Linked DNA regions of Mus musculus: region 2 is linked to region 1. Evidence: chromatin contacts called from public Hi-C data. All regions are on one chromosome and are shown on one strand. The core of a region is the stretch at or near the end of the contact, and the rest is flanking DNA. Distances in the headings are between cores, read along the strand shown. Region 1 overlaps Abca1 (ATP-binding cassette, sub-family A (ABC1), member 1). Region 2 overlaps Gm12496 (a long non-coding RNA gene).

The links. A called contact is a pair of places that touch in the nucleus more often than the background predicts.
Region 2: a contact with region 1 is called in a Hi-C map of bone marrow-derived macrophages, with 34 read pairs. The contact joins two enhancer-like sites. A contact is called at or near these places in 1 of 15 datasets of contacts at CTCF or cohesin (large pre-B cells), 22 of 484 Hi-C or Micro-C datasets (the AML12 cell line, the G1E-ER4 cell line, the HPC-7 cell line and 12 more), 12 of 115 datasets of contacts at active chromatin or transcription factors (bone marrow-derived macrophages, embryonic stem cells, hepatocytes and 5 more) and 2 of 9 other capture datasets (bone marrow-derived macrophages and embryonic stem cells).

The regions. Positions count from the first base shown.
Region 1 is chr4:53,132,219-53,135,421 of GRCm38.p6, reverse strand. Abca1 (ATP-binding cassette, sub-family A (ABC1), member 1) reads left to right here. Exons shown (of 50, transcript NM_013454.3): 3 at 2,407-2,500. Among named protein-coding and RNA genes, the nearest start is that of Abca1, 26 kb to the left of the region's middle. Within about 2 kb of position 1,716, at least 14 of the 459 cell types and tissues checked have an H3K27ac peak or open chromatin away from gene starts, as enhancers often do. A contact at or near this core is called in bone marrow-derived macrophages and microglia, where this site is marked.
Region 2 is chr4:53,352,367-53,355,569 of GRCm38.p6, reverse strand. The region is part of intron 2 of Gm12496 (a long non-coding RNA gene); the gene reads left to right. Among named protein-coding and RNA genes, the nearest start is that of Gm52737, 26 kb to the right of the region's middle. Within about 2 kb of position 1,664, at least 55 of the 459 cell types and tissues checked have an H3K27ac peak or open chromatin away from gene starts, as enhancers often do. A contact at or near this core is called in bone marrow-derived macrophages and microglia, where this site is marked.

The DNA.
Region 1 (3,203 bases), core at 467-2,966:
TGGGTCGGATATGTGATGAGGTAGAAGGCATGTGTCTCTAGCATAGCACTGTGAGAGGCAGCCTGGTGGGTACTGCACAGATTTAGACATTAAGATTGGGGTTCCAATGGCTCATAATTTTTCTGGTCCTCCAATCATCATTTATAAAAATAGTACTATTGCAGCCTTTGTGAGCGAACTGTTGGGAACAAGAGGCACACAAATCACTAAGTGTCTATAGATGTTCAGTATTCGCTATAACGGCTACCTGTCTGCAGGGTGTTAGTTTATCTTGTGTCTGTGGAACCTGTAGACATTTTTAGTCCATGCTGCGTAGGGAGATTTTATTTGTTTCCTACCGGAGATGCTTGTCTTTGTCAAATAGAATTTCATGTGACCTCTGGAATCAAGTACAGCTGGCTGCCGGTCTTGGCTCTGCTCTGACTAGTGCTGTGGCTGGCCGTTCCTTAAGCAGTAGACTTTTCAGTATAAAATGGGAAGAATAATGGTTCCATGCCCACAATGATGTTCTGAGGATTAATGGAAGTCAACTGTGTAAAATGAGCCCAGTACATATGGAGCTCTCCCTAAATGGTAGCTCCGATTTATCCTGTTAGTTGAAATAGTGGCTTCGGAGTGTCAAGATGAATGACTTCCTGTATATTCTCTGTTCAGTTTTATACTTTTCAGGCTTCATTATTCTGTAATTCATCACAGCCATGTCATTATAGAAAGCTTTATTTCTATGTTTGCTTAGCAATGTGTGCGAGTGGTTTTATAAAGATGCAGGCTTAGAATGTATTGGGTTCTGTGTCCTGTGTTCTTGGATAGTGAAAGCTGGGTTTCATAAATGTTGCTGTAATAACCAAGTAATCTATTATTGCCCATTAGATGTATGCTTATGTAACCATTTTTCCTTTGTTGTGTGATTGAGTTATTTGTTTACAACACTTTACAGTTATAGCACTTCAAATCATGTATACGGCTTTTGGGGATTGAGTTGTTTTCTTATTTAGTTTGCTCCTTCGGATGAATTCTCAGGAGGATGACAGTTGTTCAAAGGGGTAAATGTGCCTTTTGAATGCATATTGCCAAACTTCTTTCCCAGAGGGGTCAGCCGATTTTTGTTTCTGTCTTTCTGATTTTGAAAGCTTCAGTTCACTCTCTTACCCAATATATGCTTACCGTGTCATGCTTAGCCCTTAACCATGTTGCGGATTTGCTGAGAACACAGTAACAGAAGGGAGAGCCTCATATGTAAACACAGCTCTTGTGCCACAGGCTGATAAAGGCACAGCATACCTGGATCTCAGAGGAAGGGCTCCAGCCTTACTGGTAGAGAAGTTATTTTCAGTGTTCAGGAAATCCAGGCTGTGTTCTCTGGTAGAAAGTCATCCCCGACTCCTGCCCCTGAGCAGTTTACAGAGGTGTAAGGGACAATAAAAATTGTATGGTGTCATGGTTTGCAATCCGTGCCCATCACCCTCTCCCAAAGGAGTAGTAAATCTATTTTCTATGAAGGAAAAGAGAAGAGGCTGAGTGTTGTTTGCAAACGTAGAGGTTTTGTTCCTTCTTTGGGATTATTTACAGACATCTTTAGTAAGATTCGTCTTTTCTTCCCTGGTCCTTGCCATTTTCTCTTTTAATGTGCTCTTTGTATAAACTACTCTTTATAGTTTGTGGTAGTAGGGGTTCACGAACCGAAGGAAGTATAAAAACTTCATGTTTTTGTTCTGGAACATGCATAGCTACTATCTTGTTTCAGTTCCTCCCTGAAGATCCCAAAATGAGCTTGATGTAAAGTCATACCAAAGTTCTTAGAAAATTCAAAGTTCCTTATTTAAACTAGGAAAAACAAACATGGTTAAAAAAACAAACAAAAAACAAAACAAAACAAAACAAAAAGCCCAAATGCCCCTAATACTCTAAAGTACCAGTTACCCAGAGAGAGTTTACTTCTGATCTCGTCATAGAAGGGGGAATACCAAGAGACCATGACAGATCGCAATTAATAAGACTGTACTCTACAATGAAATGTGTCCCTGTTGAGATAGATGTTAATTAAGAGTGCTATGTGGGAGCCAGTGACTGAAGCAGATCATCTCGGGCTTGGGGGAGATGTGAGAGAGGAACTGTTTAGGTTTGTGGGAATGTGAGCACAGGAGGACTTCCTAGCTCAGGCAGAAAGAAGCATGGCTGAGTCTTGAAACCTGGGTAGAAGGGAGCCTTAAAGACACAGGTGTGGAATGGGATGTTACAGGATACCACCCACAATTCAATGCACTTCAAGTTTGGAGAGTGAAGGGAGTCAGAAGTGCCAGAAGTCAGTCAATTGCTGAATTGCTCTGTGGGTTTCTCAGTCCAGTAGTAGCTGGCTACCATGTTATCATTTAAAATTCACGATCTTGTGTTTTATTTTCTGTTCAGTGTCAGCTGTTACTGGAAGTGGCCTGGCCTCTCTTTATCTTCCTGATCCTGATCTCTGTACGCCTGAGCTACCCACCCTACGAACAACATGAGTGTGAGTATCTGTGGACCACGCCTGAGTCTCAGTGATGGCTAGCAAAATCCAGAGTGAAGATGCTCTCAACTGAATCTTTACAAAGTTGCTGTCTTCAGGAGAATGCCACAAATAGCTTGAACAGAAAATCTGGCCTTTACTATTTTTTTGGTTAGGGCATGAACTTGAGATATTTGTAGTCCCAGTTAAATAATGATGATAGTAATGATAATAATCTTAACGGTTTTTTAATCATGATAATAAAATAGCCTTAGAGTCAGAAAGTGACGGCTACAAATCACCCTACAGTAGTGTTTCAAATGCCAGTGTCCAGTTCCCTGGTGTTGTCCTTTTGCTTGCATTGTCTTTTAATCTCATGGTTAAAAATCATGGACCATGTATTGGAACCCATACTTTCTAAATCAAGTATGCATATATGTCTGTGTGGGGGTATATGCACATGAGTAGGTGCCTGAGAAGACCAGAGGTGTTAGAACCCCTGGAGATGGAGTTACAGGTAATTGTGAGCTATCTGATATGAGTTCTGGGAACCCACCTCAGGTCCTCTGCAAGAGTACTTTGTGGGCTTAACCACTGAGCTACCTTCTCAGCTTTTAGAGCATATGCAGCCTTTGTGTACAACATCTCAGTTTGACTCCTGTAACATTTCATTTTGTTCTCAACAATCTTGTATAGTAGACTTTGCTATCCTTTGCTCTGATTT
Region 2 (3,203 bases), core at 415-2,914, 220 kb before region 1:
GTAAACTTTGGCCCATCTTACTGGTTGCAGTCACTACATTTACTTTATCCTGATCATGGAACTTTGGAATTAAAAATACCCAAATGGAAATTAGTTTAGTTTGTTGAACCTGACAGCCCTCTACAAAGAGCTTGAGGAAGCCCTGGGCTGGGGAGCTGTGCTTCGATGGAGAGAGGACTTCCAGCTCCTTGGTCTGGGAGCAATAGAGAGCTTTGCAGCTTCAGCCATATCTGTAGGTTCCTTTACAGTTGTAGTAGGAGTAGTGAGCAGATGGCAGTCGAGGCACACCAGTGCTGATAGAATCACTCTCACCCCACGCCCAATCCCTGTGGGTCAGGCCAGGACTCTTGAAACCAAGAGGTGCAGGACTGCCCTGTGTGTGCACTTGGAGCCTGGCTAAGCAAGTACGTTCATCTTCCTCAGTCACTAGGTGGCAGAATATAATTAAGATGTCAGAGTGTCTCCTGAAACATTGGAGGATGGTTTTCCGTCCCTACTTTAATGGCCTCCTTCATTACTTTGCAGTATTTGCTAGTGACATTCAGGACTGAGGTAATGGCATAAACATTTCCCTCCGCAAACACATCCTTGCATCTATTCAGGTTTTTAATGTTTTTATTCAGCTGTCCCATCTCTTAGGAAGAAGTCTCTTTAACTCGAAGTACATTCCATTCCGGATGACTGCTCCTCAGACCTCCCAAACTTCCAAGTTTTACCCGTTATTTTGTTATTCATTAGGGGACAGAAATACATACCTTCTTGCCATCTGTAAAATTTCAAATCATTTTTCACATTAAATATGAGATAAATCCATCGTGTAGATGAAAGCTCAGTGAGTCCATATGGATAATAAATATTTCTTAGTAATACTTATTTACTGATAACAGATTTGTTGGTTTTCCTAATGTTAAAGAAAATAGTCACTCATGTGAAAAAAGTCTGAAAATTTGGAAAGGAATATGAAAGGAAAGATAGACAGCAATCCTATTATTCAGAGAGACCAATTAAAAAGAGGTTATGGTGCCCCAGAATAATTCATCTTATCAAGCTGATGATGGGAAAAAGCTAAAAAGCCTCTTCATAGATAAATGTAAGCCCATTAAGATCTGATCCTTGGCTACCTAAAATTCTAGGTCAGCACTTAAAACAGAACATGCTGTTTTTATTAACATTTTATTATAGCAGATTTTAAGCATGTGCAGAAAAAAACGCAGAGAAGATGATAAACCCGCTGTGTGCACTCCACACCTAGCTTTAAAAATGAACAGTACAGAACCCATCTGACTCATTAATACATGCCAAAATGTCTTTCCTTTACGATATTTTGAGGCAAACCCCTGACTTGTTTTGCTTCATATTTACCTAGGCTAGTGCTAACCTTTAAAATAAAGTCTATTGTGCAGCTTTGGTGATCAACCCAAGTAAACAAGGGAATATAATCTCATGAATCACAATAAGGGTATGCAAAGCTACTCACTCTCAAAGAGAGTCCTAGCCTTGTTGAGGGTGGGGATGGTCTGGCTACTGGGTCAGACTCACTGCTCAGAGAATCTGGAATTAATTTTGCTGGGGAAAAAAATATAACCTGAACCTAGAGTGGATCTGTCTACAGCCTCTGTGTGACTGCAGACAAAGAGGACAAAAGAACAGAAAGCAACACATCAAACGTGGGAGTGGCTCATTGCAAACAAGGGTCTCTTCCAGTGCAGGTCTTTCCTGTGCCCTCTGCTGTCTTGTCACTGGGCTCTAGGCCTGAATCTGCAGTGCTGAGCCCTGCCTTTTAAGGTCTTAGCTTCGAGTTCAATTTTTGCTATTTCTTCAGTTTGCCTTTCACATTTGTCCTGATCAACACTGACCCACAGATCCCGTTTCACCCCTTTGTCCTCACTGGGTCAGGTGCATCTTTTCTGCAACTCTTACTGTATTTTCTTCCTTCTCACTTCCTCTTTATACTCCCAGGGTTCTATGGGGGTTCCAGTCAATTCCTCTTTCCAGAGTGCTGAGACCATACACTTGGCTGGATGATCTCACTTCCCCTGACTGCTATTTTCCATGCACTGGATGCTTGCCACATGCCAGGCTCTACGTGATATGCTGGGTGGACAAGAATGAAAGAAACAGAACCTCACCTTTGAAGAGCTCACAGGTTAGCTGGTGTCTAGGTGAGTTGGGGAGTTTGTGATGTATGAGAAAAAAAAATTAGTCACGGCTAATATGTATACATCAAAGAGGATAGGTCTGTTCAGGGTACCCAGGGAATGCTTGCCTAGAAAGGGCATTTACTTTGTGTATTTGCATTTAGTTCATTTTGAGGTCCAGTTGATGTAAAACTAATGTTTTACAGCATTATTTGACAGGATTATTTCTGCATCCATTCTAGCCCATTTCAGCTTCCAAATAAACGACACAGAGACCTGGTATTTTTTATTAACAAGCTGCAAGCTGGGCAAGTTCTGAGCTATTCTAATCTGCCTAGGCTGCCTGCCTACTCCCAGACACATACCCCATTCCTTGCCATCTGATCTTGCGCTGGCTTGCTCCGGTCCACATGTGTCCTTATGGCTGCTCTCTCACGGAGACATCATGGCCAATCCTCCACACTTTGTTCTAGTCCTTGTAGTCCTTTTCTCTTGGAAGTTCCTCACTGGGATTGGAAGTCTTGCCTTATTCTCTTCTTCTGCTCAGCTCTTAGAGGTGATGCAAGACACTTTTTACATAACATTGAGACTGGAGATGTTTGACTATGTCAACATCTGGAATGCAATCAGATATCTGGGCATAGAAATCAGCATAAGAATACACAGCACACAAAGTCATCCCCCAATAGGTTTTACATATATATGTATATGTATAAAATATATATTGCTATTTACAAAAATGCACACAACTCCCATTCATATTTTGCCTGTCCCAGGTTCTCCAAAATTGATTGATTATCTATTTTCTTATGTGTCTTTCTAGTTCTATATGGATATGTGAGCAAAGACACATTTTTCTTTCTTTGAAAACATGTGGCAGCATGTTGTACTTTCTGGTGTGCACTTGTATGTTATAGAAACATAATGTTATGTAGAGACAAGAAACTTTAGAATCAGGATATCTGCATTCAAACACCAACTCTGTGATTCACTAGCTGTTTCAACTTGGCAAGTCACTCAACATCTCTCTGGTTGCTTTCAATATTTTTATCTCTCGCTTTCAAA